Linked DNA regions of Zea mays: region 2 is linked to region 1. Evidence: chromatin contacts called from public Hi-C data. All regions are on one chromosome and are shown on one strand. The core of a region is the stretch at or near the end of the contact, and the rest is flanking DNA. Distances in the headings are between cores, read along the strand shown.

Region 1 (5,773 bases), core at 2,000-4,499:
TAATTCCCTTTCCCTTAGGATCCATCTCTTCGGGCGATTAGTCCCTTTGTGAAGAGAACGACTTTGATACCAATTGAGAGCACCTAGAGGGGGGGTGAATAGGTGATCCTGTAAAACTTGAAACTTAACTCACAAAAACTTGATTAGGAGTTAGCACAAATAATGCCAAGTGGCTAGAGAGGAGTCTTTGCAAGACACGATAACCACAAGAAGATCAATCACAGATAGACGCAGTGGTTTATCTCGTGGTTCGGCCAAGTCCAACACTTACCTAGTCCACGTTGTGGCGTCCCAACGGACGAGGGTTGCAATCAACCCCTCTCAAGCGGTCCAAAGACCCACTTGAATACCACGATGTTTTGCTTTGCTTTTCTATATCCCGTTTGCGAGGAATCTCCACAACTTGGAGCCTCTCGCCCTTACACTTTGATGATCACAAAGAAGCACGGAGTAAGGGAGGGATGAACAACACACTCAAGACAAGAAATCACAGCAACACCACGCACACAAGTCGCAACAAGAGCTCACAACACAACTCAATGAGTTCACAACTCAACTAGAGCTCTAATTGCTATCGCAAGGAATCAAAAGCGCGGAATCGATGTCTTAGTGCTTAGGAATGCTTAGAGAATGCTTGGTGTGCTCCTCCATGCGCATAGGGGTCCCTTTTATAGCCCCAAGACAGCTAGGAGTCGTTGAGAGCATTCCAGGAATGCATTTCTTGCCTTCTGTCGCCTGGCGCACCGGACAGTCCGGTGTACCACCGGACACTGTCCGGTGCAGATTTCTTTCCTTCTTTGGCGAAGCCGACCGTTGGCGCCTGAGAGCCGTTGGCGCACCGGACACTGTCCGGTGCACACCGGACAGTCCGGTGCTCCCTTCCGACCGTTGGCTCGGCCACGTGTCTCGCGCGGATCGCGCGGCCGACCGTTGGCCCGACCGACCGTTGGCTCACCGGACAGTCCGGTGCACACCGGACAGTCCGGTGAATTTTAGCCATACGCCGTTAATTACTTCCCAAGAGCGGCAAGTTCGCCTGAGCCAGCCTGGCGCACCGGACACTGTCCGGTGCACCCAGACAGAGCTGACTTTGGCTGAACAAAGCCATCTCTTCTCCAATTCGATTTCTCCTGTTTCTAGCACTTAGACACAATACATTAGTCTCTAAAACAATGTACTAAGTCTGAGAAACATACCTTTATACTTGATTTGTACTTTGTCCACCATTTGTCACTTAGGCACTTGTGTTGGACACTAAATCACCAAAATACTTAGAAATGGCCCAAGGGCACATTTCCCTTTCAGTATGCCTACGCGCGACAGGGGGTGACGCAAGCCTGTGACGATAGGAAAAACCGCGTCACGCACCACCGCTCTGTGGGACTGACCTGCGAGACACACCGTGCACTACTTTGAAGGTGTCATTAATGGACTAGCTACATGGGGCTGTATAACTAACGAGCGAGATGATATGTCATACCAGGAGTACGGCTACGCACGACCCTACGAAGAACACGCACGATGACCGAGAGGATCCAATCTCTCTCTCTCCCTCCCTCTGTCTCTCTCTCTCTCATAGAAAACAAATCTGTAAGGTCCAATCCTTGAACGATAAAAGGGTGGGCCCTCTTTCCTCTAGGGAGACAAGCACACCTGTTGTAACATGCCTCAAAGCAATACTATGATCAACACTACACTAGACTAGGGCGAAAGCCTGAACCATTATAACCCTTGTGTCTCAGTTCCCCGCTTAGATCCACGAGATCCACCATTCGGAGTGAGTCTGCACTTGCATCCCCCACTGAACACAAATCTATTGTCCACTGGTTTTCGAAACCACGACACATAGCTTACCATAAAATAGAAAATTAGACTCTAAAGTAGATATCTCTTGTAATTTTAAATCTTGTTTGTTCAATTTTAATATAATTAATTTGAATTTGTCTCTAACTATTGTATTTTCTAGCGGGACAGATTCCCTGCGGGATAAATTCCATGATAGGGACGGGGATGAGAGCAAAAGCTTCCCCGTGAGCGTTCACGAAGATGGGGATGGATAATTTTTCTCCTCATTGGGACAGGGATGGGAGGCATTCCCCGACGAAGAATTTCCGCCATTGCCATTCCTAGGTGCACCTACTCACACTAGAGGCAAAAAAGGAAGAATAAAAAACTCTAGCACTAATTACTTGCCCATTAAGGGTTAGGGATGACAATGCGGAATTCCCCGTCAGGTTTTAGCTCCCCGTCCCTGTCCCTGCGACAAAATTTTTTCCCCACAGGGATCCCCATGAACGCTTGTGGGTGACATTTATTCCTCATCCTCGTTCTCCGCGGGGATAAATCCTCGTCGGGGATCCTCGTCCCCACTTAAATTATAACTATGACGTAATTCATATGTCATTAATGCAAAACATTGTCACTTATACACATTGTCAGATGTAAGAATCATTATGCATACATCAAAATAAACACATTTGTATAATGAGTGATCACTTGACAAGATAATTAGTTACTTTTACCATTAACTATTATATGAAAACGTCGTCACGTGTAAGTTTAACGGGTCCCCAAGGGAAACGGGGATGGAGAATGCTTCTCTATCCCCGTCCCTGTTTACCCATCTGGAAAGAATTTTTCCCTATTTATATCCCCGTGAAGGAAGAAACTTCCCCATCCCCATCCCGTAATGGATGAATTCCTCGCGGGGAGCCGGGGATCTAGTCCATATTGCTGTCTCTATCAAGGGTTAGTTTGTAAGTAACTAGTTTCTTAAAAAAACTTATTTATAGAAATAAGAGTGATTCTAAACATGACATTTTATATCTCAGTTTATAAAAACCGGATTCTCGTTAAAAAAATGAGAAGTTAGACTCTTCGTAAAACCATTTGATTTCGTGGAATTTAAAACTCCCTTATTTGTAGCTACAAATGAGTTTTTTGGGCTTTCCAGAAATAATCTGCCGCTTTAAGGGATCTGTTGGAGAAAGTATTAAAATATACCACTACTAATTTTTAGATATACTTTTAAACTGATTTTCTGAAGTCATTTATTAGGGAGCTTCTTATAAATATGCCTTTAGAAAAATTTAGGTAGACGCGGTCGCGTTTGTAGTGGGCCAAAAGTTTGCTGACCATTACCCTCGGCAAAGCCCAGCCCACAAAAGGCTCGCATGCCTGACGCGCACGTGCGAGCCACGCTGCCCTCTCCTGTCAAAACCCTAGTTTCCCAACATCGTCGGCTCCTCTCTTTCCCACCGCCTTCTTCCACTACTCTTCACCCTCCCCTCCTCCCCATCGCGAACTCACAAGAGAACCAAGTAGACGAGGGAGAAGGAGATGGCGAAGAAGAAGGAGAAGGCGGTGAACGTGTCGGGCAAGCCGCGGCACTCGAACGACGTCAACCGCCCCAATGACAAGAAGGGCGCGGGCGGCGGCGCCGGTGGCGGGAGCCGGTCCGCGGCTACCGTGCGGCGGCTCAAGATGTACAAGACGCGGCCCAAGAGGGACCGCGCCGGGAAGGTGCTCAGGAACGATTTCCAGTCTAAAGAGCTCCCCAACACCCGCATCGAGCCCGACCGCCGGTGGTTCGGTGAGTCCGATCTCCACCGCCTAGCTTCGTGTCTAATTCTAATATTCGAGCGGCATTATTCGGATAACATACGCTTAGTTGGTGCTTCAATTGTGCGATCGAATGCTTCATTGTAGCTCCAGGATTAATTGCTGCTCTGTGGCAGTACCGCAGTAGTTACCTACTCCGATGGTTCCACGCTTAAATATCATTGACGGATGCTGATTGCTTGTGCCTTTCTCGTGTTGATCCGGCTCTTGGTGCTTGCAGGCAATACTCGCGTTGTGGGCCAGCCACAGCTTGAAATGTTCCGGGAGGAACTCCAGAGTCGGCTTTCCGACAACTTCAGTGTCATCCTGAAAGAACGGAAGCTGCCACTATCGCTCCTGCAAGATCATCAAAAGGTGCTACGCTAGCGTCTATGATTATCATCCTATGATTATCATCTGCCGTTGTGGTCATCACTCTGTCGAGATAGACGGGGGCAAGACTAACATTTGCTTGTATCGATGCAGTCAATGTTGTTCGTGTTCCCCTGTTTGGTTAAGTGTCGTATTGACTGTTGAGTTGGCTGGGTATAATAAAAAAGGAAACAAGTAGCTTGTTATCCGACCACTGTATAGTATGCAAAAGTTATTCTTATGTATATTTGCTTCTGTTGATGCAGCAAGCGAAGGCACATCTGCTTGAAGTTGAACCTTTTGAGCATGCTTTTGGGCCAAAGGGCAAGAGGAAACGTCCGAAACTAACTGCTCTTGACTACGAATCTTTGCTGAAGAGAGCTGATGATTCCCAAGGTCAGTCATATACATTGACAGTTACTACACTTTGATCAAATATCCAAAGTATTGCATGCCATTTTAGAAGACAGCAATTTGATTTGTTCTATTGATGTTTTAAAGTTAACTCCACAATTGTTGGTTTAAGTCATTGATGTTCATGTTCTAGTAAAACATGCAATTTGAAGGCCACTGGATGGCGAAATTTTAACATGTTCATTCGGCACCTCCTTGTTTGGTGTACTGCTCTTTATTTTTGTGAACTTGCATGTTGTTTTATCTTCTTCAGATGTGTTTGAGCAAAAGTATGCTTCATCAAAGTTGCCAAGGGAGGAAGAAGAAGATGGCTTACGTGATCTAGTGAGGCATACAATGTTTGAGAAGGGACAGAGCAAAAGAATCTGGGGTGAACTATACAAAGTTATTGACTCTTCGGACGTTGTTGTGCAGGTTAGCATCGCAACTCTTTTGCCCATGTGAAGAGTTTTGTGAGCTCAACCAATGTATGCTTAATCTTTGTAGATGTTATTCTGCAGGTGTTGGACGCCAGGGATCCAATGGGCACTCGATGCTACCATCTAGAGAGACATCTAAAAGAGAACTGCAAGCACAAACACTTGGTTTTCTTACTAAATAAGGTATCAACTACTCTGCAGCATATTCCTGTACAAATCTTAGAGGCATATTGATTGTTTTTTTTCATTTTTTATTTAGTGTGATCTAATCCCTGCTTGGGCTACAAAAGGATGGTTAAGGACCCTTTCGAAGGACTATCCCACCCTAGCATTCCATGCAAGCATCAACAAGTCATTTGGCAAAGTAAGTCTGCATTTTGCATAATCTTTTTCAGTGTATCATATATTATGTTCTATGTGATTAAGCCCTAACCTTTCTGAAAATGTACAGGGATCTCTTCTGTCAGTATTGAGGCAATTTGCTCGTTTGAAGAATGACAAACAAGCTATTTCTGTCGGGTTTGTTGGGTACCCCAATGTTGGGAAGTCATCAGTTATTAACACACTACGGTCGAAGAGTGTAATTCTCTCCTCATGCTTTAAAGGTAGCACTTTCTAATTTTCTTTTCAGGTTATTCTGACAATTAGGTTATGCTTTCAGGTCTGCAAGGTTGCTCCAATACCTGGAGAGACAAAAGTGTGGCAGTACATCACTCTCACTAAAAAGATATTTTTGATTGATTGTCCCGGTGTTGTATATCAAAACAATGATTCAGAAACTGATATAGTTCTGAAGGGTGTGGTATGTATCTTCAGCTGTGCAATTTGCAAATGTTTTTTTTACCTGGGTAGTGCTGGAGGCTCCCGCATGAGTGAGGTCTGGGAAAGAGATGAACCGAGGCAAGCATCCCCCGCAAATGTGGAGAGTCTGCTTCGAACCCTAAACCTGGTGACTCAGGGACAGCTCT
Region 2 (5,773 bases), core at 1,945-4,444, 170 kb after region 1:
AATATAGGGCAGTAACAAATTTGAATAAGCCAACGTTTGTAGCCGATTAGTGAATTTTGAAAATGGTATTTACTAACCTAATCAACCATTACTCAAAATATAATGGTCTTTTATGTTTGCTTTTATACAGACTACTCAATTGGCACACTCTTTTCTTGTACTACTCTCCATATATCTTGTCCACTATTTGAGAGATGGCAAGCTATTTCAATGATTAGGACCATGGTAATTGAAAGATTATGACATTTCTAGATAAGTTTTGTTGTCTATCCAATTAGTTCAGATTATTGTATGTGTCACTTGTACTACATGTCTTGATAATCATTTATCTTTCTTAGATTATTGTTGATACCTTCCTCTGTACTGACTGCAAAAGAGCTTTTCAATATGTACGATCTCAGAGGCTATACAAGGAAATCTTTGAGCCAGCTATTCAGGCTACCCTATTTGCTACTGCCGAGCAATGTAGTGCTGCTGTAACACTGAGGATGTTGTACTAACACGGCATCATATTAAAAAGCTTTTGAGAGCAATATTTCTCGGCCTTTTAGCTAAGGTGTAATATTTGTGCTTATTAGTTTGATATATGATATGTGAACTATATGTTCACTTTGATTTTAAATTTATTTTTTTATTTTATGGATATTAAATATGTTTGTGTGCCCGTGCGTTGTACTATTCTATAACACTGAGGATGTTGTACTATTCTATAAGACACCATTGTAGGCGTCCACACTCCGTGCGCCGTGTTCTGCCGCGCTGCACTCCCACCGTGCGTCCGCGTCCGCAGAATCCACGTCCACCGGCTCCCATCGCACGCTCTCCCCACCGCACGTCTGCGTCTGCCGATGGAAGGTCGCGTAGCTTCACCTCGACGCCTCCCCCACCGCGCGGACGCCGATGGAAGGTCGTCCCAAACCAGAGATCGCGCGACCACCTCCGCGATCCGTAGAATCCGCGCGTCCACGTCTACCGATGGAAGGTCGCGCAGATTCAGCCTCGGCGCCTCCCCCACCGCGCGGACGCCGATGGAAGGTCGCCCCAAACCAGAGACCGCGCGACCGCCTCCGCAATCCGCGCACCCGCTCGCACAGCTTCACCTAGCCGCCTCCCCCACCGCGCGTCCGCCGATGGAAGGTCGCTCCCAAACCAGAGACCCGCTCCGCGCACCCGATGAAAGGTAATCGTCGTTGTGGCCGCACCCTCCATCATCGCCCCTGCAATCTCCTCCCATCATTGGGGGCGACCTTCCAACGACGCTGCACCACAACGACGAGTATTAAAGAAATCCGAAGGGAAGAGATAGTCGAGGCCGCCACCCCACCCCGTTCCTCCTCGCATCTTCCACTATTCTTCGATTCGCCCAGTTGAGTTCTCACAAAAGGTGTGTGAACTCTGTTCTTCATTTTGGTGGGGGCAATCCTGTTTTGAGACTACCACCAAATATTATTATTGATGTCTTTCTTGCTCACTGTGAAATGTTTACATAACTTTGGTGGATTGCGAGATAGCCAGATAGTGATCTTTGTAAGTATTCTTTACTACAACCTTCATATATACTTTGGTTCACAATTATCTATTGAGCATATTGTGGTTATAGTTACCTTTTAGGTTTCTTGTGTCCTTTGATTTGGTACTTTGCCCCCATATATACAAGGATCCGCGAGAACGCCCTTTTGTGAGAAAGAACTTGTTTAAAAAACTTGCATTTTTCTATCGTGGCTTCTACATGTGGACTGAAAGAACTTGTTTCAAAGTTCATTCCATAAACTTATCTAGAATATTTATAATTAGATGGTTGCATAATACTGATTGGTTGTAATGTAGTGGTGAAACAGAGGATTATGTATACCTAGAATCATAAATGAATTATGAAATCTTTTTCATAATAATATAACACACATTTGTACATAAGTTATTGTGGTATTATATGTTTCCGTTGCAACGCACGGGCACTCACCTAGTATATATAACAATAATAATAATAATAGTAATAATAATAATAATAATAATAATAATAATAATAATAATATAGTAATAATAATATTAAGGAGATTCTTAATAGTGGTTTGATCATAGCAATGCAGACGCAACTCTACTTTATGTGATAAAATTATATAATAACACTCGCATATATATATATATATTGCATCTAGAAAAAATGCCTCTAAATATGTTGTTCTACGAGCAGCGTTTCTTAGGTCCTAGATTTTCACGCCAAAGCATAAGTCTAAGGACCGGCCTTGGTTACAGATATTCTCACATGACTATAGTGTCGCTGTGTATATGTGGGGTAGGGGTTCAGAGAGTTTTATCGACATGAGAAGGTTTTTTTAATATATACCATAGGCGTCTTACCCTATAGGTGGAGGTTTAAGAGCATCCACAATAGTTAGGTAAGCAACTCTATAAATATGAATTAAAGAAATTTTCAAGAAAACTCTTCTCCAATAGTAGTGTAAAGCAAGTCCCTAAATTTACAAACTCTCTACAAAATTCAATTTCATTTCTACATTTAGCAACATTGTTGGGACTCCTGAAATCAACGTTTGCGCCAAATCCACTGTGAAAAGCCTACTCCCACCATTTGTTTTGTGCGTCCCATCATCTCGATGATCACAAATCCATCTCAGTGCTCCAAACACCTAGACGCCACCACCGTTAGAGAACCTCTTGTGTCGAGGCGCCACTATAGCGCCTCCTATGTCACCTTCATGCCGTCGCCGTGAGGACCTTTGTGGATGGTGTGTGCCTGTTGTTACGGCTGCCTGGTCTTTCATCGACAACTCCGACTTCACAAGACGTTGTTAGCATTTTTTTATGTAAGCCGATATGAAAGTTTACCTTATTAAGATCTGTAGCAGATCTTATACCGCTTGAAAAGTAAGTAAATGTTGTTGATAGGGATTTTCTGCACCAGTCCAATTAAAAGTAGAAAGTGGGTTCACTTATTTCTTGACGTGTGCAACTTTTAAAAAATTAGTAACCAATAAATAGAGATTGGCTGGATCACATATATTTTTTATTTCTTAAAATGTTTTAGCATATCTCTAAATCTATAATTTAACTCTCTAAATTTACAATTTAAGAAGTTTTGCATTCATTTTCTAATAACAAACTCCAAGAATTCTGTTTTGCCGCCAAAATTAACTCCGGATGGGATAAAAAAAAGAGAGAAGAAACAAAGGCCGTGTGGGCGCAGGCAGCCAGCACATACGTTGGCGCAGGCAGCAGCCGCAGCACATACGTTGGCGAGTGGAAAACCCAGGCCCAGACCCCTTCCGGTTTCGCTTTCCCTGCTCCCCTCTTCTCCTCTCTCCCCTCCGCGGCCAAGCCAGAGCCATGCCTCGTTCTACTACTTCCCCCACCACGTCACAACAGGGCATCCACACCACCCCCCACCGCCTCCCTCCACCTCCGCCTCCTTCCCCACCCCCCTTCCGCTTCCGCCCACAACCCTAACCTTAATCCCGTCGCCGCCGTAGCCGCGGACCGACTGGGCCGACTCCCGCACCGCGCCTTCGGCGTTATATTCGGTCCCTGCGTTCTCTCTCTCCGGTTCCCCACCTCCCGCGGCGAGCCGGGGCGCTAGGGTTTTCTACATGGATCCGCGCCGCGCACCCCCGCGGGGCGGCGGCGGGCTCTCTTACTCCACGCTGTTCAACCTCGAGGTAGCCGCTATTATTACTGTGTAGCTCTGCTCTGCTCTCTCTCTCTCTCTCTCTCTCTCTCTACCGTGAAGAGGGTTTCGCTGTGGATTGAACGCTGCGGGGTGGATGCAATTGTTGGGTTACCGAACTCGTTATTGCTCGGTTCTGGGTTAATTCTCTTCCCCGGGTTACTTATTTTGTACCATGTTTTTTTGGGTGCAATCTGGTGGTCATTTTGAGTTGGAGCCCCCTTTTCAGCCCGTCTGTTATGGCTGCCTAGTATCCGATTAATGTAGGTTGCGTAGTGGTGCTGCTCTATGTTGTATGGTAGCTGATACTCATTGCTCAACACTACTGTTTAATTGGTTTGGACTTTGGACTACCATTCAATTGCTGCATTGTGTTTTGCTAGGCCTAAGTCACTGGTTTCCCTTATTGGTTATTCTAGTCTAAGTACGGTTCTTAGTGTGTTGAAAATTCATGATCAACTGGTGTGCTTATTGTCTTGTTTAACTTATATCAGCTGCCTCCTGCTTAGTGTTTACTCATCATTTTTGTCAAAAAATATAGTATTTCATGCATGACTGAATATGTTTTGGTGCAGTTGCTTGCCTAAGTTGTTGTTCTTAATGTAGTCATACAATGTTATGAGTTACATACATCTCTTATTAGTTGCTGGGATCTATCTATGCTCTTTTGTCGTGCATTGTGTGTTGTGTGTTGTGCTCTACTGGTTTGCTTAGTTTGCAGTGTGTCAATTGTCACTATTGCTAATTTGCTATTCTTGCTTTCTCTAAACTGACACATACTAGTTTTGCTTGGTGTTTCATTCTTCGAAGCATGTGCACCCATAAACAATTTCCTTTGCCAAATGCATGTTCTCTGACAGTTCCTTGTCATGCTATTTTTATATAGTTTTCATCAGCAAAATACATAGTTGGGTTTTGGTTTTATGCAGTTTGCTAATCTTACGATTTGTGCCTGCTAAGGGAATTTTGGTAGACCATGCCAGTGTTGTTTATTTGTTTGCATCTTTGCTATTGAATCCATCATTTTATTACTCTTGTATTTTTATTTGCTGCTTATCTACCAAATTGGACTGTGTAGGATCTTTAAATCTTGTAGTCTCAGGTAGTGTAGAAATGGGTAGAGCAACACTGATGTTCTCTTGTTTTTTGAACTTTGTGAAGAAGAGAAGTTTATCTACTCTTGTTATGTTTTTATATGCCTTTTTATCCCTATTGGTATGCCATTCTGATGATGGGGGTTACTGGAAATGCTGTTGCAGCCTTTGCAGAACTTAAGGGTTCCTGTACCAGAAAATCTCGCCCGCTACGGGAACAGCAGCTCAAATGGGAGTCCAAGCAGTGAGGGTCAGCCACTTTTACCTATTTGACCTTTATTATGATGTTTTCTGTTTAAGAGTTATCTTTTGAATAGTAGCTTGTTTTTAAAATCCATCTTGCAGCTTGAGCAACTCTGTTACCATTTGTCATGTTATTCAGCTTCTCCTTTTTAGGTCAAGGATCCTTGTTGGATCAGTACAATGGTGTACATGATGCTTCCCATGGCTTGCATCGGAAGCGAAAAAAGCACCCTGATGGTGCCGGCGATGATGATCATGCAGATGCCTATAGTAACAAAATGATGGAGGATCACTACCGTGCGATGCTCAGTGAACATGTCCAGAAGTACCGAAGGTCAAAGTTTAAGGAGGGTGCTTTTATTTCCGATCCTTCTCAGGTGGCAATCCCCCAAATAAAACACAAAAACGGTGGTAAAAAAGTTATGAAGCACATTAGTAATTTCAGGGATATTGCGGCATTAAATGGGATAGAAGCTTCACATGAGTATAATTGGATAGAATGTATTGAAACTCATGGTGGTTTTAATAAGCTTGTAGCATCCGTTGATTCCACCTATTTAGATATGGGGGATAATATACACTACTTAGTTCCAGAGGGTTATGATAAGTTAGCATTATCCCTTAACCTCCCTATTTCTTCTGATATACGTGTTGAGGAGCACTTCTTGAAGGGCGCACTAGATTTGTGCACCCTATCAGCAATGCTTGGTACTGACCAAAGGTTTGAGGCTTCCAGCCATGGTGGATTATCTGAACC

What was found. A called contact is a pair of places that touch in the nucleus more often than the background predicts.
Region 2: a Hi-C map of leaf shows a contact between it and region 1, with 10 times the contacts expected there. The contact joins the promoter of LOC103634945 here to the promoter of LOC100283854 in region 1. A contact is called at or near these places in 11 of 25 Hi-C or Micro-C datasets (bundle sheath, ear, endosperm and 3 more) and 1 of 3 datasets of contacts at active chromatin or transcription factors (seedling).

What each region holds. Positions count from the first base shown.
Region 1 is chr1:60,398,580-60,404,352 of Zm-B73-REFERENCE-NAM-5.0, forward strand. It overlaps LOC100283854 (nucleolar GTP-binding protein 2), which reads left to right and starts at 3,250. Exons shown (of 11, transcript NM_001367182.1): 1 at 3,250-3,592; 2 at 3,842-3,975; 3 at 4,239-4,368; 4 at 4,640-4,800; 5 at 4,887-4,988; 6 at 5,065-5,169; 7 at 5,257-5,385; 8 at 5,467-5,607. The coding sequence starts at 3,340.
Region 2 is chr1:60,571,907-60,577,679 of Zm-B73-REFERENCE-NAM-5.0, forward strand. It overlaps LOC103634945 (chromatin-remodeling ATPase INO80), which reads left to right and starts at 3,195. Exons shown (of 22, transcript XM_020546378.2): 1 at 3,195-3,671; 2 at 4,939-5,023; 3 at 5,170-5,773. The coding sequence starts at 3,603. It also overlaps the pseudogene LOC111590652.